2 separate regions of the Bombyx mori genome follow, and region 1 is linked to region 2. Evidence: chromatin contacts called from public Hi-C data. All regions are on one chromosome and are shown on one strand. Each heading gives the region's core, a stretch centred on a gene start, on an enhancer-like site or on the middle of the called end of the contact. The rest is flanking DNA. Distances are from core to core; before and after follow the strand shown. Region 1 holds the start of LOC101736520 (A-kinase anchor protein 1, mitochondrial). Region 2 holds the start of LOC101737447 (pre-rRNA 2'-O-ribose RNA methyltransferase FTSJ3).

Region 1 (5,063 bases), core at 180-2,679, 240 kb before region 2:
AATATTATTCACATTGTCAAATTTGGAATACTTAGCACTTACATATACAATGTGTACTTTGTGTACTTACATATAGTACACATTGAGATAGAATTCATAATTTAAACCAAAACTTTGTGCAGTATAGTTGTTCAAATGTTTATTGTACTTCGATTTTTAATTATTATTTATGTAATACAAAAAGGTCTTATCTTAGTAGACATAAAACATTACAAAAAAAAACATTGTTAACTTCATCTTAGTCACATTCAAGGGCTAGTTATATACTTCACAAGTCCAGGCTGAAGCACAATTATAAGATTCATAAATATTGAATTTAACAGAAACTGAGCTACAAGCCATTTACTCATTTTTCAATTAAAATTTGTCCAAAGAATAATACTCAACTGAGGATTTTTTATTAATCATTGCACTGCAAAGTAGGTGATCTCTAAAACCAAGAACAACCAAAGAATAGAATAAGCACTCGTAATATGATTAAAATCTTTTGTTACTGTTTTATCATATGATCTCTTGAAACATGTTAAGTCTTTAACTGGGTAATTTTGATAATTTTGATACACAGACAACATACTTACTTGTAAATACTCCATTCTCTGATTAGTACTATAATATTCACGTGGAAATCTTATCTCTGTTGACGAATCTAGGTTGGTTTTTGGCAAATGTAAATAGGTTACAGCTATCCGCGTGTTTATTTACAGTATTTTAACACATGCGGATTTAATCGATAGGAATATAAACATTACATTAACGAAGATAGTGAGTTTTTTTATTTTATTGAAGGTAAATTAATCTTATACCAGCATGGCACCCGGAACCTCAAAACAAATAAACTACAATACACTAACAATCCGCGTATAAATAGATCGAGACATAAAAATATCTCAGATTGGTAATGACTATGAACAAACCACGAGGTAGAGTACTGCACGCAACATTAAACTTAAGTTTTTTACCGAGGGTCACGAACGTTGTTGAAATCTTTACAAGCAACACGTAGGCAAATGTGGATTCAAAAATGAAAGGTTACGCAATTATATATACGTCAGTATATTGACAGATATAAATCATAGTTAACAATAATCAATTTAGATTTTAACTATAATATCTTACTTCAGAAGTTATTTCAACAATAAAATTAGAGCATGCGACTAGAACTCTCCATTATCAAAATTTAGATCACGCTGCCGGCTAATTATTTTATGTACTTACTTGGTAAATCAAGAGAAAAATATTTCTTTATTTCAAAGTAGGAGTGTATTTTATCAATTTGAAATTTTGCAATTAAATAGTTTTACGACTGAATTTCACTTTATTTTTTCCAACAATCCACGTGCTCACAATGTTTTCGAAGCACAACAAAATTCAACATGGCGCAATGCAGGTTGGCAACATTACAACGTCAAGCGTATTCATAGATTAGCGTAGTGGACAGTGAATCTGTTTATATTATCTTTGGCAAAACTCGTTTCTCTATTCTCCATCTTGTACATCTCGACTTGTACGTCTCAAATGGAACTTTTTGATGGAGCACGGCGAGAAAAGATCTTTGAATTATTTTATTTTGTTAATTTTATATTTCTTTCGGCCTAAAATAAAATAATAGGTAGTGATTTTTACCATTTAACCATTTAGCATTGAGCCCAAGTTTACCGGTAAAATGACAAGACTGTACTAGATTAAAAGAAGTGGTTTAGCTACAAAAAATATCTAATCAAAGGGGATGTGTTAAAAATAATTTATAATATTTTTCAATTGGTGTGATTCCACTATGGGAAGTAAGAAGACCGTTTTCGAATCTAAAATGATAACATAGGTACTACCGAAAACAATTTATAAGTTCACATATAGGTACTTAAAGAAACCCTTAGCACACTATATTTATCAAACAAATGTACTTGTAATACTTGTATTAGGTAATTGAAAAAAAAACTTCAAAATGATGAACTTAATGAAAAATATAGCGCAAAAGGCTCTCAAACTCCTATCAGGATTACATTAAGCATTCAGAATCGATTGTATTTTATTGTGTTACATATGCTCCTAAAAATAACTAATCAATTGTACAATTTTACGAGGCTTGTGGAGAGTATTAAGCGGTAGGCAGCGGCTTGGCCCCTGGCATTGCTGAAGTCCATGGGTGACGGTAACCACTCACCATCAGGTGGGCCGTATGCTCGTCTGCCTACAAGGGCAATAAAAATATATAAAAAAAACACTATTTTTTGTATTGTCATGTAAGCAGCTCAGCAGCACACTTAATTCCGGAAACAATTGCATCAATAATGGCCTAGGTAGCCTACTAATAAAAGTGTAGTTCAAAGACTTAGCTTCATAAATGTAATTCTCTTGCGGTAGGTAGCGGCTTAGCTGTGTTCCTGGCATAGCTGACGTCCGTGAGCGACCGTGACGGCTCACCTAAGGGGCCGCATGCTTCTTTTTTATTGCTTCTATGGGTGGACGAGCTCACAGCCCACCTGGTATTAAGTGGTTACTGGAGCCCATAGATATCTACAACGTAAATGCCGCCACCCATATTGAGATATGAATTCTAAGGTCTTGGTATAGTTACAACGGCTGCCCCACCCTTGAAACTGAAACGGCAGAAATAGGCGTGGTGGTAGTGGTACCTGCTCGTGCGGACTCACAAGAGGTCCTACCACCAGTAATTATGCAAATTATAATTTTGCGGGTTTCATTTATATTACACGATGTTATTCCTTCACCATGGAAGTCAATCGTGAACATTTGTTATGCACGTATTTAATTAGAAAAATTTGTACCCGCCTACGGCTGCGGGATTCGAACACCGTTGTATCGCAATGCACCGGACGTCTTATCCTTTAGGCCAAGACGACTCATCTGTCTACAAGGCAATAAAAAACTAGGTAAAATAAAACTCGTTTTTGATGCATTAGTGAAAGAGCTCATGCCCCACCTGGTGTTCAGTAGTTATCATATCATAGCCCATAGAAAGCAAGCCATCACTAAAAACAAAAAAGGTGCATTTAAATTATAGAGCTACGTAGAATATTCTCATCCTGAACGTCGCAGTGTCTCAAGACAAAGAAAATAAAGTCTTTGACTGTTGCCATGAGTTATGGCAGTGAGACATGGTCGCTCACAACCACAACGACCTTATTTAAAGACTCAAGGGCACCGAAAGAGCAATGGAGAGAGCGATAGAGCGGCGATCGCGTGCCGGCAGTCGTAGCGTGGGTGATCATAAGGTTGACCTACGACCTATTGAAGGTTGTGGGAATCCGCTGGATGCAGACAGCGCAAGACGGGTTGTTGTGGCAAGCCTTGGGAAAGGCCTATGTCCAGCAGTGCACTTCTGTGGGCATAAATAGACTATAAAATGAACAGATAATTCTATCTAAACTTTAAACTGAGAAGTAAAATAATGTAGATAAATTTTCTCCTTATTTTAATCTCCAAAGATTTTTTTGATGATGTCATCAGTAGTTATTACTAGTTATTACTAAAAACTGTTTTATATTTTAATAAATATCATTTCTATATCGCCTTTTAACTTGATCCCACATTTAAGTTAGGGGTTTGTATAAAGTTATTGTTGCATACTAAAGTGTGACACTAGAATGTAAATTTAATTCAAACAGAATGAATAATACTAGATATGCTAGTCGCTAGACCGTGATTAGCAACAGGCAGAATGCCAGTTATAGCTCTGTATTTAGCTACATACATTAAAATGTGCATGTGTATTTCAGAATTGGCTGTAGAATACATGATAAAATTATGTTTGACATTGAACTTTCTGAGCAGTGATAATGTAATGCTAGAGTCACTTTAACATTAGATGGCAAAGTCCAATGCATGTTATGTTAATTGAATGTGCGAATTTTAAACACCTACTAATACATGTTAAACTAAAACTTTCTCCAGATAAAAGTCATAATGCTAAGAAGAAATAGTTAAACATATTCAGCATGCTTTATTTTTACTATTGATAAGTTCACCTGAAAACGAGAACAAATGATAGATAAATTTGTTCAGCCGAAAATGAAGAACTAATAAAACTCATGAAAGGCTATAAAATTGCAAATAAATATTATAGCTCTTCATTACTATAATGAACCACAAAGTACATTTTACAAAAAATTAATTTTAAATTAAGCATTTTTCTTTGAAATAGCAATAAATTTATGCAAAACAACTTTACAGTAATTTACTTTTATAGTTTAGTACTCTCTACTAAAATGTAAGAGGACAGAAACAGTAAAATTTAATTAGCTTTAAGATTTAGCTATTAATTAAGATAAAGATACCTAGTGATGGCAAACTTAATTTATTGGCATTGTAGGAAGATAATCAGTCTCCTAGATATCAGGTTAGCTTGGGCACTGCCAAGCAGCTGATACATCTCCTTAATTCAACTGCAGTGCTCTTTTCTTATTTATCTATCCTCTTTTCCCTAAGTTCTGGTTTAAATAAGTTGATTTTCAATGCTATCTTTAATTAAAATTTTATGCCTGGATGCAATTTTACAATCATGCTGTTTAAGCCTCAATTCTTGAAATACATATTTTGTATGTTCACTTCCTTAATCACTATCCCCTCTCCTATTCCAAATTGTTGACTTGAATTGTTTTGAATATGCAGTTTGCCAGGCGATCTTAAATACATATGCATGTGCATCAGTAGAATAAAAGCATGAAATATTACAAAAAAACATTCAATAATATTCTTGTCTGATTGAATCAGGTTTTGATACATTTTATTGTATGGTTGTTAAATAAGAGATTGTACAGTGGTTGATGATTGTTTAATTTATATACATTCCTAACATATTTAAATTTTAACTTCAGAAAATATAACAATGGCAGGAATGTTGAGAAATCAAATTTCAGAATAAATATATTTCAGGAAGTGTGAACAGATGAAGCATATTAATAATACTATAATGTTTCAACTTGTGTTTTTTTACAAATTAATTTTGAAGACTGGATAATTACAAGTAGGTATAAGTAAAAATTAAAGTCATGTTTAATAACAGAAGGAATTTTACAGAGACTTACTGCAAATATCATAAATAA
Region 2 (5,105 bases), core at 225-2,724:
ATACAACGAAAATTTCAGAAGACTCATTACGAGAAGCTTGGGGCTTTGTAGCATGTACTTTTTTGAAGAATTGTTTCAGAACCCATAAAAGTGCATGATAGTCTTTCGATCTGAATACTTTAGTCACAAACCAACCACCTTCTCTGAGGAAGTTCGTTGCAAGTTTTAAAGCACTCAACGTTAGACAAGCTTGTTGATAGGCATCATGGATCCAATTAAGACCGACATTGGGTGCACCGTCATTAAGTACCACATCAGCTTTCCATGTTTTTATTTCTTTTTTGATTGCTGCCTTACATTTTTCTGTAGTGATATCTTCAGTCAGACCTATACAACCTGGAACTGGTTTTATTGGAAACAAATCGACTCCTATTACTATGCTCGAGACTGGCATATTTTGGTGGGCCACCTGCATCCACCCACCAGGTGCAGCACATAAATCGATACATACTCGTGATTTCTGCAAAAATCCAAATTTCCTGTTCAATTGTATTAATTTGAATGCAGCTCTTGATCTATATCCTGAAAGAAGTATACATTTTTCGATATAAATATACGTTCTAATAAATATATATACACCTACATCGCCGCCCTATATCTGAACTAATCAGTAGATGTACATATTAAAAGTATTTCGGTTTAATCAGATGAATTATCAAAGTAATTAGATGTTATAAATGATGCAAATTAAAAATGATGTACCTGTTTCTTTAGCTAGTTGGTAGTATTTATCTTTCCGTTGTTTTCCTACTTTTGTTTTCTTTCCCATTGTAGTATGTTACTTTTTTAAGCATATGACTTCTGGGGTTATTTCTAAAAACAATTGATTATAATCAATTACATGACAAAATTGAATGCAATATGCACATTACGAGTGTGTGTACAAGTGAGGTTATGTTTATTTTCTCGTGTTTCATACCATAGAGTTTTTTTTTTCAATTATGTGCTGCACGAACATACAATCATTCAAGTCATTAAGTTAAAATCGGCTTTTTTTACATTTGATGTACCTGAAGAAAATTTTATGGATTGTTCAACTAATTGTAATAATGCAAGTAGCTGGGTCTGCGGAGGGACTTCGGTTCCCTCTGTATTTTATACCGTATGTTCCATGGGGAGTGCTCTGAGGAATTGTTTGAGATGATACCAGCATCTCGTTTTTACCATCGCACCGCCCGCCACCGGAGTAGAGTTCATCCATACTACCTGGAGCCGCTGCGGTCATCCACAGTGCGTTTCCAGAGATCTTTTTTGCCACGTACCATCCGGCTATGGAATGAGCTCCCCTCCACGGTGTTTCCCGAGCGCTATGACATGTCCTTCTTCAAACGAGGCTTGTGGAGAGTATTAAGCGGTAGGCAGCGACTTGGCTCTGCCCCTTGCATTGCTGAAGTCCATGGGCGACGGTAACCACTCACCATCAGGTGGGCCGTATGCCCGTCTGCCTACAAAGGCAATAAAAAAAAATAAAAAAAAAAGTAGCGTAGAGAGCATACCAAAAAATATTTATAGATGGTCGACCGCAGGTGAATGAAGTTAGCCCCTCAAAAAAAATTTTTTTTCCTATTTTATACTTATTTTCTATTAATTCGTTTGTTCATCATTTGTTCATGATTGTTCACTGTTAATAATTTTTTGTTCTGCATTTATTTATTTAAAAAAAATATTTAAAAATATACCTACAAGTTAGCCCCTCTAATGCAATTTTTAATATTTTTTCATCCTTAATGACTCGTAAATATTCATTTTCGATTGTTCTTATATAAAACACGTTTGTTCTCTTTCGAAATTACTCGTTTTTTGTTTAATTTACTATTTTTATTAGTTGAATAAATGTATGCAAAATATGTGTACTGCGCATGTGTCAACTATAATGCCTAAACTTTCTACGCGGTTTTAATCGTGAAAAAAAAAACAAATATAAATCCTGAAGGAGCAATTAATTGGTATACAATTTAATTAAAAAAATTAAAAAATAAATAAATGAAATAATGTGCATTGGCGTTAAGTTAGACCAAATAAATTTTTTCCATCCTCCTACTTATCGTTATGAAGGTATAAAAAAGATAGGGAGTTCACATAGGTAATATAAACAAATAAGTAAATATGTTCATTATTTATCTTTCAAGAGATAATATAGGTATACATTATAATAACTTTTTTACACAGTCGAAATTATATTCCTAACATTAGTAAAATAACATTTTAATACGATAGGTAAGAGGATGGAAAAAATGTATTTGGTCTAACTTAACGCCAATGCACATTATTTCATTGCTCCTTTAGGATTTATATTTGTTTTTTTTTTTTCACGATTAAAACCGCGTAGAAAGTTTAGGCATTATAGTTGACGCATGCGCAGTACACATATTTTGCACACATTTATTCAACTAATAAAAATAGTAAATTAAACAAAAAACGAGTAATTTCGAAAGAGAACAAACGTGTTTTATATAAGAACAATCGAAAATGAATATTTATGAGTCATTAAGGATGAAAAAATATTAAAAATTGCATTAGAGGGGCTAACTTGTAGGTATATTCTTATATCTACTGGTGGTAGGACCTCTTGTGAGTCCGCGCGGGTGGGTACCACCACCCTGCCTATTTCTGCCGTGAAGCAGTAATGCGTTTCGGTTTGAAGGGTGGGGCAGCCGTCGTTACTATACTTGAGACCTTAGAACTTGTATCTCAAGGTGGGTGGCGCATTTACGTTGTGGATGTCTATGGGCTCCAGTAACCACTTAACATCAGGTGGGCTGTGAGCTCGTCCACCCATCTAAGCAATAAAAAAAAAAAAAAAAAAAAAAAAAATATTTTTAAATATTTTTTTTAAATAAATAAATGCAGAACAAAAAATTATTAACAGTGAACAATCATGAACAAATGATGAACAAACGAATTAATAGAAAATAAGTATAAAATAGGAAAAAAAAAATTTTTTGAGGGGCTAACTTCATTCTCCTGTCGACCGCAGTGATCTCGAACGACATAGAGCTAAATCGGTAGAGCTGCCAGCTAAAATCGGTATATTTGTATCCAAAATCGGTATTTGACAAAAAAGTACCATATTCAATCAAATTCGTTTATTTATTTAACAAAAAAATTACAGACTAATTTATAACAATCATACTTAAGTATAATTATTTTTTATACCAATATTCTTTAACCATAGCGGCAGTCATATTCGAATTAATTTCAAAATCATAACAATTAGCTGTATTAAAGAATCGTTTTGCATGTAATAAAGTAGTGATTGATTCAGTAGACAGTCTATTTCACTGTTTTGTTTTCAAAATATTAATTTGTAAAAATATGCGTTCAACGTTAGCGGATGAATGGGGAAGTGATAAAATATTAAAGATGAAATTAGACAACAAAGGAAACCGACTATCTTGTAGCTAGCCTGGAAATTCTTCTTCCCATTATTTTCTATAATATTGTACATAATTTTCTCTTCTTACACTCGCACTTGTGCTTGTTGTATCAGATGACATTTGAACTTATTAATCTTATTTTGTAGGCACTCTTTAGGAAAGTTACTTTCTCTTCAAAGTTATGAAAAGTTAATGAAAAAATTAAACCGAATTCCTGTTTATATATAGATTAGACAGGTAAATTCCCGAGCCCCATAGAACATCGAGCTGTAGGACACAGGGGTATTCCCCAAAATATATGGAACATTCTGTACTAGGTTCATCCATACTTAATATTGAGGGCTTCCCCGTAACATTAAACATAAATGAAAAAGCCTACCAACTTAAAAGTGTAAAATCGGTAGAAAAATCGGGAGAATTTCCATGTATACTCTGAAATCGTAGAAAAATCGCTATATTTCAGTATTTCGGTAGAACAGAGCCCATATCGGTAGGTTCGAGACCACTGTTTGACCGTATTGTGAGTCGAACTCCCAATATTACTGCTATACATGTTATACAGGTAACACCTTTCTACCGGAAAGTTATTTTGCTTTTCAATTTGTAGGATAAGCCGTTGTCACAATAGGGATTCAACTCCGTCTCAAGGTAGATAGTATCATTAACGTTACGATATGTATAGGCTCTAATAATCATATCGTAGAAAACTGATTAAAGTTTGGTCTTCTAGACTAGGGAGGATAGAGGTAAGGAAAACCACCTCAGTGTTATAAAAAGTGTCAGCTGAAAAGGAGCTAATTAAGGTGGCACCATAGTAACATGTGGAAAGATTTAAACTATGATGCTGTTCTTTAAACTATCAAACAACACCAACAATTCAAAATAATATTGTTTTAAATAGGAGAACTTTATTAATTAAGGATTAAGGTTTTTATTTATTTATTTATTACACTTAATGCCTGGGGCATTTCTAACAGTCAACCAAAGGTAATGCAGGGTAAATAATGATAGATGCATTGAAATTAAAATTAAATTAAATTACCAGCTATCTTCGTCATATACATACACAAAAATACATACGTACTATATACAAGTGTAAATACACATATATATATATATATATACAAATACATATACGTGCATATAAAATATTTACGGTTATTATTTAGTATACTTAGTAGCTAGTATTATTGTAACCGCGGGGAAAGGGTACACTTTTTCCATTTAATTTTTATATTAAATTATTTTTGAGTGAGTTGAAATTGAATGCAGTTGTCACACTCTACACACCTAGTGCATATAATTCAATCTCTAGCAACACCGGTAATGACGTATGGGATACGTGTGTTTCAAAGTTCGACTTCTGAATTCTCATTGGTCAATAAAATCACTCCACACCACCCAATTTTATTCACTGCCATATTCTCTACAGCGCAGAACGAAAATTATTTGTTTGTTTTATTGTGACTTGTGAAACTTGAATACTGTTGTTGCGTCATATTGAAAGCTATAAATATTTTAGACTTCAAATAGAAAAACATAGATCATATTATTGAAATCATTGTTTAAAGACCCTTCAGAAAGTAAAAAAAAAAACATGAATACAATAAATTTTCAAACCTTTGTCAACAGCTTTCAGAATCGACTGTGAGTATAATAAATCGGTTTTAATTATTAAGTTATGAAAATATAAGTTAATAACATACGTAATATTTGTATACGAAACAA

Evidence for each region. A called contact is a pair of places that touch in the nucleus more often than the background predicts.
Region 1: a Hi-C map of posterior silk gland shows a contact between it and region 2, with 1.8 times the contacts expected there. The contact joins the promoter of LOC101736520 here to the promoter of LOC101737447 in region 2. A contact is called at or near these places in 2 of 7 Hi-C or Micro-C datasets (posterior silk gland and whole pupa).

What each region holds. Positions count from the first base shown.
Region 1 is chr10:7,995,947-8,001,009 of ASM3026992v2, reverse strand. LOC101736520 (A-kinase anchor protein 1, mitochondrial) reads right to left here and starts at 1,429. Exons shown (of 8, transcript XM_004924763.5): 1 at 1,216-1,429. LOC100101157 (eukaryotic translation initiation factor 1A) reads right to left here. Exons shown (of 1, transcript NM_001099613.1): 1 at 4,781-5,063.
Region 2 is chr10:7,754,633-7,759,737 of ASM3026992v2, reverse strand. LOC101737447 (pre-rRNA 2'-O-ribose RNA methyltransferase FTSJ3) reads right to left here and starts at 1,474. Exons shown (of 10, transcript XM_004927547.5): 1 at 703-1,474; 2 at 1-522. The coding sequence starts at 769. LOC778526 (Bax inhibitor-1-like protein) reads left to right here and starts at 4,975. Exons shown (of 5, transcript NM_001098350.2): 1 at 4,975-5,024. The coding sequence starts at 4,975.